Linked DNA regions of Mus musculus: regions 2 and 3 are each linked to region 1. Evidence: chromatin contacts called from public Hi-C and promoter capture Hi-C data. All regions are on one chromosome and are shown on one strand. The core of a region is the stretch at or near the end of the contact, and the rest is flanking DNA. Distances in the headings are between cores, read along the strand shown. Region 1 holds the start of Rnaseh1 (ribonuclease H1). Region 2 holds the start of Pdia6 (protein disulfide isomerase associated 6). Region 3 holds the start of Nol10 (nucleolar protein 10).

Region 1 (3,105 bases), core at 179-2,678:
AGTAAGTGTCTTGTATCTTGGCCCCAGTTATGTAGCCAAGGATGACCTTGACTATTGGTCTCCTTATCCCTGACTCCTCAGTCTGGGATGACAGGCAAGTACCACCACACCCGGTTTCCGAGACACTGGATATATCCATACCCCCTTCTTTTGTTTTTTTTTTTTTTCTTTTTTTTTCTTTCTTACCCCCTTTTTTAAACTTTAGAATATTGTTGGTATTTTGAGGTTTTATTTGAGTTGATAGACATTAATACTTGCTACATAGAAATAAAAAGAAGGGATGAGAGGAAGTTCTGGCAGGGCCTATGCCCAATATATGTGAGACCCTAATTTCAATCTCCAGTGCCAGGATTCATCGTGTAGCCAAGACTGCCCTTGAACTTGCAGTAATCCTCTTGCTGTAGTCTACACAGTACTGGGATAATAGGTTTGAGGCACCATGTCTGGCTTCAAATATTAAAAAACAAACAAACAAACAAAAACTCTGGTGGCGCTGGAGAGATGGCTCACTCATTAAGAATAGTGGCTGCTTTTGCAAAGGCTTGAGTTCCAATCCCAGGGGAGCCAATGCCATTTCCTGACCTCTGTGGGCAGAAAGTATGTCTGTGGCACAAACATAGATGCAAGCGAAACACTCATACACATGAACTAAAGTAATACATAAATAAACAACTGATTTCTAAAGGAAAGAGAAGGGTAGAGTTGCTTTACATTCTACAAACCACACCGACAGCTGGCTGAAGGGCAAACAATCAGAGACAACCATTAAAGGGAAATTTTCCCTTCCCTATTTTTTCTTTATATTTAGAAAAACTTTTCATACTCATGACTTCAAGGAATATACATTTATTACTTTAAAATTGCATCTATGTGTTGGTGTGTGCGTGCATTATCATTGGTGCATATGTGCGAAGGTCAGAGGACAACTTGTGGGAGAGTTGTTAAGCTTGGTGGCAAGTGCCTTCACTTTCAAAGTCGCCTTGGTAGTCCCTAAGGAGTAGATTTTAAAATTTTAGTTGATTTTGGGTTATAAAAACGATTCCCCAGTTTGCAACAGTGACTTGCTTCATTCTATGTAGTCCAGAATTATATGGCCAGAGTGTTGTTATGTATTCATGACATCTTCTCATTCATTGCTGGCAAAGGGGAGGGGAACCCTATTCTGCAGAGTTGGGCATCCTAGAATATGGGATGTAGTTTTACAGGGGCTCATTGTCTTCACATCTATTCCCTCATTCGGCCATCATCCTCTCATTCCTTCTTTCCCCTCTTCCTCTCGCTTCCAAATCAGTTTTGCTGTGCTGGGATTGGACTAGGCACTCGGCAGCTGGGAAACACCTCTGTCTCCAGGCCGAACGTCTCCACCGACGTCTAAGAAACCGAAGACACAATCCTCGGCCCCGCCCCTCTCCGCGACGGGCGCCTCGCGACGTCACCTTCCTGAGCCGGAAGTGTGTCGGCTCGCCGGCGGGAGGCTCGCGGGCAGCAATGTGGGTTGCCGCGCTGGCGTGAGTGATGCGCTGGCTGCTGCCGCTGTCCCGCACAGTGACACTGGCCGTCGTACGCCTGAGGCGAGGCATTTGCGGGCTCGGGATGTTCTATGCGGTGAGGAGAGGCCGCAGGACCGGAGTCTTCCTGAGTTGGTGAGACGGAGCCTGGCGGAGCCCTTTATTCTAAACACCTAACAGCTCGTTTAGCCCTTCCGTGTTGTAGTCAAATCCTCCCAAAGAGAACACATGGTCACCGCAGCCAGAATTTACACAAGGCTTCCCACGTTCTGATCGTTCCTGTGTGTGGGTGTTTTGTTTTTTGACACAGGACCTCATGTAGTCCAGACTGCTGAGCTCATTGGTTTGGGCCACCACGCCCAACTTCCTCGTGTTTTCATCTTTTAAACATTTTTCATACCTACTGGGTGACTTTTCTCGAGCCGATTATGTGCCAAATTGAACTTCTGGTCTTTCTGCCTTCACTAACCAAACGCAGGGATTTCAGATAGGCACCGTTATGCTCAATTTGTGTACTGCAGGTGTTTGAACCCAGGGCTTGTGCATACTAGGCCAGCAGCTGAGCTACATCCTCATCCCCGACTGTTTTTAAGAAGGAAAATCGTGGTGAGATGTGTTGTCACATGTTTGTAATTCCAGCACTGTTGAGGTGGAGGCAGGAGGATCACTACAAGTTAGAGGCCAGCATGGGCTGTGGAAGAGATGAGGGAGGGGGAGAGGTGGAGAGTCTCAAGCCAGAAGCTGGTCTTTGCCTTTGGATCCATGTCGCAGCCCTTGGAGGCAAGATGAAGTTTTCAGTTTCACCGGTACTGTGGCAGTTCCCAGGTCAAATGAGAGGCAGAATCGGGGCTTAAGTCCAGGTTTGGGAGTATATGACAGCTAACTTCTAATATCAAGGTTTGTTGTCCCTGTGACCTGGATGTTTCCCTAGGCACAGCTGAGACAGTACTAAGGAAGAAATATATCCACTGCCAACCCTTTTTCTGTGATTGAGTCTTAAAGATAACAAAATTTTAGTATGTGCTGGAGTTGTGGAAGACCTTGTGGTATTAGTATGCTATTTGGATTGGATGGCATTTAGCAGAATGGGCTGTCAGGTCTTAACATGTAAAATGAAACCAAATTGAGGTGTGACCTTTGTCCCAAGGAATTGACAGCAGATCCCTTTGACTCACCATACAACACCAAACCTATAATCCATGAAAAGTCCTTGTATGTTAAACTTCATTCAGTTAAAAACTCCTGCTCTAGAAAAGACACTGGGCCAGGCATAGTGGCACAAGCCTTTAAATCCCCGCACTCAGGAGGCTGGGAGGCAGAGACATGTGCATCTCTGAATTCCAGGCCAGCCTGGTCTACAAAAGGAGTTTCAGGACAGCCAGGGCTACACACAGAAACTCTGTCTTGAGGAAATAAAAAAATGGGGAAAGCTATGCCTTCACATTAAGCTGCACTTAATCATGTACGGAGATTTAATTCATAATTGACAAAACTTGGAAGCCAAGTTTCCAGTAGACAGTGAGTTGGTAAAGTTATGGAATATTATGCAGACTTGAAATGAGTTATGAAAGATGAAATAGTATGAAGAAGCACTAAC
Region 2 (3,105 bases), core at 429-2,928, about 11 Mb before region 1:
CTCTGACTCCACACATAGCTCTGTGATCACTGGCACCTTCCTGCAAAGGTGGAGCTAACCAAGGTTCCAGAGGGACTTCCTGTCCCAAAATAAGCAGTGTGCCTGCTGTGGACAGGAAAGCTTGCCAATGGCTTACAAGAGTCAGCCTTGTGGTTCTGGTGCTCCTTGGAGCCTCATTTGCCTGCCAGTCTCTCCAAAGGCACTCCTAGGGCTCCACCTTCCAACAGGGCACCACTTCTCCTGGAGCCCTTTGCCCAAGAGAGCTCTGGCCAGGGTCAGCGTTGTTTTGTCATTCAGTAAAAAGAAGCTATTATTGTTGTTAAAATTTTTATTAGCATTTAAAAAATTTAGACAGGATCTCATGTAGTCCAGGCTGGCCACAAACTGACTGTGTCGCCAAAGCTGGCCTTGAACCCCTAATTCTCTTGCTTCCTTTTCTTTAGCGCTGGCACTACAGGTGTGTTACTGTCTTAGTTGGGGTTACTGTAGCTGTGATGAAACACCATGACCAAAGCAACTTGGGGAGGAAAGGGTTTGGTTTATCCTTCCATGTTGATTATTCAAGAAAGTCAGGGCAGGAAGGCAAACAGGATGGGAACCCGGAGGCAGGAGCTGAAGTAGAGGCCACGGAGAGATGTGGCTTACTGACGCGCTGCTCAGGACTTACCCTCAACCTGCTTTCTTATAGAACCTAGGACCGCAAGTCCGGGGACCGCACCACTCACAATGGGCTGGGCCCTTTCAATCACTAATTGAGAAAATGTCCTACTGTTGGATCTTATAGAAGCTTTTTTTTTTGTTGTTTTTGAGGTTTCCTCTAGCTTGAGTCAAGTTGCCATAAAACTAGCCACCATAGTCACCATGCTGTGTTTCTGTGGTGCTAGGGATCCTAGCCAGGGCTTCACGCATGTTACTCAAGCACACCAACAGAAAGGCATCCCCTGCCATTATTTTTCTATTGTGTCTCACTCTGTTAGCCTTAAACACCTTTGTAAATATTGCAAAGCAATACATTTTAGCCCTCACCCCCAGAGCCAAGAACGATAAACCCCGCAGTTTATACTCTGAGGGTCTAGGGGCACATGAGTGAACAAGGCTTTGCAATCAATTTAACAAAATAAAGTTTGGAATGATACTATATACAGAATAAGTTTGGCAAATGGTTTTCACTGAATGCTGAGTCCGCGAACAAAAGAATAAATAAGGTCCCAAACACACTGAAGTCTTAGGACTATTCTCCCGACATAAAGGGACAGTTCAAGGAATGAGAGCTGGAAGGGGCCACGAGAGAGGCAAAGAGGAAAAAGAATGAAAGCCAGGAAGAAATGAGGACCCCTTAGTCCTGGGTTTTTTGTTTTGTTTCAGTTAACTCAGAAAAAAATTAGGGGAACAAGGGGTACCCCGCAGGAACAGGGCCGGAGGTCCCCTGACCCCGCCCCTTCATTCCCCGCCCATCCTCGCCCTGCCCCGCCCCGCTCCGCTACTCCGCTCGCCCCCACCCCCGAGGAAAAAAAAACAAACCGGTAACCTCTACCCGGCCGCTTTCAATTGGCCACGCACATGAGCGAAGTCCACAGAGACCAATGAAAGGCGGCCACGGCGTGGCGAGCCCTTCCGGCCCGCCTCCGCGCGCCGGCGCACCGCCCGCTAGAAGCCGAGGGCGGGACGTGGGCGCGGCAGAGCCGAGGCAGCGGCGGCACGGACAGAATGCGGGTGATCGGCATGGCTCGCCTGGTGCTCGGTAAGCGCGGGCCTGTGGTGGGAAGCCGGTCGGAGGCAGCCTGAAGGGCCGGGGCCGCGAAGCAGGGCCGAGTGGAGGGACGAGTTGCCGGGCCTGCCTGGGGACTTCGCGGCGAGCTGGGTGGGAGAGGCCAGGTCGGGCCCACTACGGGAGGCCCCGGGGAGTCGGAGACTTGCAGCCTCTGCTCCCCACGAGTGCGGTCCGCCTCCGGTCCAGCTCAGCCTTCACTTTTATAGGCAGATAGCAGAGGCCTGTCCCGAAGGTGTCTTAGAAGTGGGCAGTGCCCACTGACCAAGGCCTCACAACTCCTGAGCACTTAAAATGCCTTTGGTCGTCCACCCAGGTGTCCGGGAATGATGTTTAGCGACTCGTGGGCGAATCTGAGGGGCCCTCATCTCCCGGCTGTCCTTGTAAATGGGCCTATAGTTTTTGACATTAGTTAACTCAGCTGATCCTGGCTAGAAAGTAGGAGAGGGAGGTGGATCCCTACACCACTTCTCCCTCCATTTACTAGTTGAGACCCGGAGCATATTTTCTCACTGCTCTGCCAGCTTTTTTCAACCGTGTTCGCCCCATGAGCTATAGTACATATTTAAAGAGAGTAAGCAAGAAAAATACTACTTTCTGGGTTACTGTAGAGAGCAGATGAGAGGGAAAGATTTAATCTTTGGTTTTCCAGTGAGTGCCTGTGAAAAAGTGATTCTATCAATTAACTCATTATTTTAATAAGGTAGTCAGCCTTTTTTTTGGCTACCCTGCTGCCAGCGGCTGCCAGGCAGAAATGTTACTGGTGTGAATTTATAACACCCTTAACTGCTACAGAGATTGAATGGGAAGCCACAGATGGCAAAACCATCTGCACGCATAGATTGTGGACCCTGGGAGTTCTTTTTTTCCCGGTGGTGCTCATTATCACTGTGTAGAGTGGCCATGTGAATTTTAGAAGCAGGATTTGATGGGTCAGCATTGACCTATTCAGCCATAGTAAACCACCACCACCACCCCGGGTGGGGGTGGGGCTGTTGCTTGGAGAGCAAGTGCAAGGAACAGTGTATTTGATTCTTCCTAACCCTGTTAGATCATCTTAGAGCCATCAGTTGGTAGGCTGAGGCAGAACTGGGTGGTTCCACTTCTCTTGGCCATTAGGGCATCAGGGGAGCAACATGTTCTCTGCAGGCTCCCACAGGGATGGAGGCTCCATGCCTCAGGAAGGCATTCCTCTTCCATGGCTGATATAGTAAGACTTCTGTCTTTACACTTTGCCTAGTTCCTTGAGAGCTTCTCTTAACAGATGGCTACCCTATCAAAGGTCTAAGACCTAAGCACCTTAAAAGTTAGGGTGGCCATCAGTCAGAAGTCGATTA
Region 3 (3,105 bases), core at 167-2,666, about 11 Mb before region 1:
TTGCCTTCTCTGAAGTGCTGAGACTGGATGCACACACCACCATGCCCAGCCTTTTTCATTCTTCCCTTTTTTAATACTACAGAGATGCCAAGGTTTAGATCTTCAATATGGGAACCAGAGGCAGAAACGGGCTACTCTACAGATTTAGCCAAGGTGACTATGAAGACAGCATTGAGCTAATAAAAAGTGCATGGTGGAACAGTGAATTAAGGAAGCTGGTTTTAGAAGTAGGCAGTCATGGTGCTGGCAGGCAATTGTGGTGATAAATAGATCACAACTAAGGTCTGGAGGCCAGAGAATTTTCTAGTTTTGAAGACACAAAATAACTTTTGATTGAGTTGAGATATTACACGCTAAGTTTTGGGATTCTAACCTCTTTATACATTTATTTATTTATTTATTTTTGTTGAGACTGTAATCCAGGCCTTGGTAATTCTCCAGTCTCAGTCTTTTAGACACTAGAATTTTAGGTGGGGGTCACTGTGCCTCGCTTGGGAATTGGCAATTCCTCAGTCTAATTTGGAATACGAGCACAAGAAGGTACTGTTTCAATCACCTAAGTCAAAAATTCTTGAGCACATCTATGGGTGATCCCAGAGGAAAGATCAGTCGTCCCAGAAAGGAGTGAAGCAGCTGTTTGAACTTTAAGGGGCTGACAGGGACCTGCAACTCAGCACAAGGTGGTCTGAGTGGTGTCTACATGGCACCATCTTAAGACCTGGGAGTCCGGGGACTGTGCCAACACTACTTGATAGAGAAACAGCACAGAAAAGTTCTGTAGCAGATCGCTCTGCTCAGAAAGAAAAGGCTTCCACCAGAGTACAAGCCTTTGCAAAGCCAGCAGGAACTAGTGAGCCATGGCCCAGGGGCAAATGAAGATGAAAGCACCCGACCGTAGTTGCCGAGAGGGCTTGAGTGGACCCTGACTATGAGAGCGTAAGTGCCTATCAAAGAGTCGACTGGAGCCAGGGTTTGATAGTGGTTTCACATGACTTTGGAGAAAGCATTACTTAACCATTCTCTCTTTCCCAGACTCGTCTTTTCATAATGTGTTTGGAAGAGGATATAGAGAAAGACTGGCGAGGGTCCTCTGCTGTTAGAAAGTCATCCCAAGGCCTCTGATGTGGACAACAGAACTTCCTAAAAATGGTAAGTGGTTATAACTGTCACATTCTAGTCTCAAACGATATCAGGTTCAAACTCACTTCCCCATCTCATGCTTTCTCGTACGATTTTTCTTTTCATTTTCGCTTTTTCCAACCCCAGAGCACATCTCCCCGGACCCGCTCTTGCCGCCTCTAGTGCCTCCGCCCTGGGGCAGCCTAGTGAGCGCGCACTTCCGGAGCCAGGAAGTGCGTCATCAGCTCGCGCCAGTTCCCGCACGTTGTGCCGGTTCGCCTCGGGTTTGGATGCTAGGGTATTCGGGTGGGCCGGCGTTCTGTGACTGCGTGCCGGGCTCCGGCTGCTCCGCGCTGCGATGCAGGTCTCCAGCCTCAACGAAGTGAAGATTTACAGCCTCAGCTGCGGCAAGTCTCTTCCCGAGGTGAGTTCTCGCCCCCTCGCCATCGCCCTGGGAGCGTGTATCTCTAACTTACCATCGGCTGACCGTGGTGGCTGGTTTTATGTCAACTTGACACAAGCTAGAGTTAACTGGAAGGAGGGAATCTCAATTGAGAAAATGCCCCCATAAGATCTAGCTGTAGGACACTTTCTTAATGATTGATGGGGAAGAGCTCAGCCCTTGGTGGTGCCGTTCCTGGGCTATGGCTCTGGGTTCTATAAGAAAGCAGGCCCAGCAAGCCAGTAAACAGTACTGCTCCATGGCTTTTGCATAAACACCTGCCTCCAGGTTCTTGCCCTGTTTGAGTTTCTTCAGTGATGGACCGTGATGTAGAAGTGTGGCTGAAATAAACTCTTTTCTCCCCAAGATGCGTTTGGTCATGGTATTTTATCACACTATAAAAACCCTAAGACAAGACCGTTGTTTTGCCTGCATTGGGTTCACGTGTAAGAACGTGCTAACTGTTTAGAAACTACTCTCACGTGCTTTAATTAAAAACCTTATTGCCTGAAAACAGTCAGAGCAATACAGTCACAGACTGCAGAGAGGAGGACTGTGGCTCACCCTTAGTCTGTTTAAAGTCTCATCCTGTTCCAAATGCAGACTGCCTTGGTGTATACTTAGGGTCTAGGGAGGTGAGTTCACATGTTTAGAGATTATTTTGCCATAACTAGTAAGAATAGTACATTGACTTTTCCCTTTTAGAAAGGATTTTTTTTTCTATTGGGGGCATTTAACCTCAAATTTATTGACGTTTTAAGCTGGACAAGTCTTGTTGCTAGTGTTGTTTGCCAGCATCCCTGGTCCATACCTACAAGATCCAATTGTGATGACAGACTAAAATGTAAAGACTTGCCATAAGCCATCTGGGAAGCAAAATTGTCCCGGTAGAGACCCAGCCACTCAGTGTCACGATAACTGACTAGTGCTTTGGTTGCTGTTCATTCAACTGTTGCCTGTAGAAGAAAATCAGCTTCCAGTGAATGTGCTGGTAAAAACCACTTCTTATCCAGGGTCGTCTATTAGGCCAGTCATAGGTCTGTTTCTATTCTTTGTAAGAAATACATTTGGCTGGCAAAGAGACACGTTTATAATCCCAGTGCTTAGGGCGCTGAGACAGGACATTTGTGAGCTTGTGTTCAGCCTGGGCGACAGAGCTTACATTGTGTGACTCTATCTTAACACAGGAATATGCACACACATTGGGTGCACTCACTCCATATAGAAATTAAAACCCATCATTTCAAGAGTTTGCATTATCTTAGCTTAGATGGATTAATTTTATGCTTTTATAATTCTTTGTAAAACAGATGCTTTAAAATTGTTTAGTATATGTAAATATATTTTTTAGAAAGTCCAGAATATGAGGGCTGGAGAGATGGCTCAGCACTTAGATTACTGACTACTCTTCCAGAGGTCCTGAGTTCAATTCCTAGCAAACACATGGTGGCTCGCAACGGTCTCTGATATGATCTGATGCTTCTGGTGTGTCTGAAGACAACAACAATGTACTCACATATATAAAATAAATTAGTCTTAAAAAA

Evidence for each region. Promoter capture Hi-C pulls out the DNA fragments that hold promoters and counts their contacts. A called contact is a pair of places that touch in the nucleus more often than the background predicts.
Region 2: a contact with region 1 is called in a Hi-C map of B cells, with 5 read pairs. The contact joins the promoter of Pdia6 here to the promoter of Rnaseh1 in region 1. A contact is called at or near these places in 1 of 39 promoter capture datasets (cranial neural crest) and 1 of 484 Hi-C or Micro-C datasets (B cells).
Region 3: a contact with region 1 is called in a promoter capture Hi-C map of pre-B cells. The contact joins the promoter of Nol10 here to the promoter of Rnaseh1 in region 1. A contact is called at or near these places in 1 of 39 promoter capture datasets (pre-B cells) and 2 of 484 Hi-C or Micro-C datasets (B cells and CD8 T cells).

The regions. Positions count from the first base shown.
Region 1 is chr12:28,648,174-28,651,278 of GRCm38.p6, forward strand. It overlaps Rnaseh1 (ribonuclease H1), which reads left to right and starts at 1,429. Exons shown (of 8, transcript NM_011275.3): 1 at 1,429-1,643. The coding sequence starts at 1,516.
Region 2 is chr12:17,264,911-17,268,015 of GRCm38.p6, forward strand. Pdia6 (protein disulfide isomerase associated 6) reads left to right here and starts at 1,679. Exons shown (of 13, transcript NM_027959.4): 1 at 1,679-1,741. The coding sequence starts at 1,723.
Region 3 is chr12:17,347,077-17,350,181 of GRCm38.p6, forward strand. It overlaps Nol10 (nucleolar protein 10), which reads left to right and starts at 1,417. Exons shown (of 21, transcript NM_001008421.1): 1 at 1,417-1,543. The coding sequence starts at 1,478. It overlaps Gm46336 (a long non-coding RNA gene), which reads right to left and starts at 1,326. Exons shown (of 2, transcript XR_001780553.2): 1 at 1,206-1,326.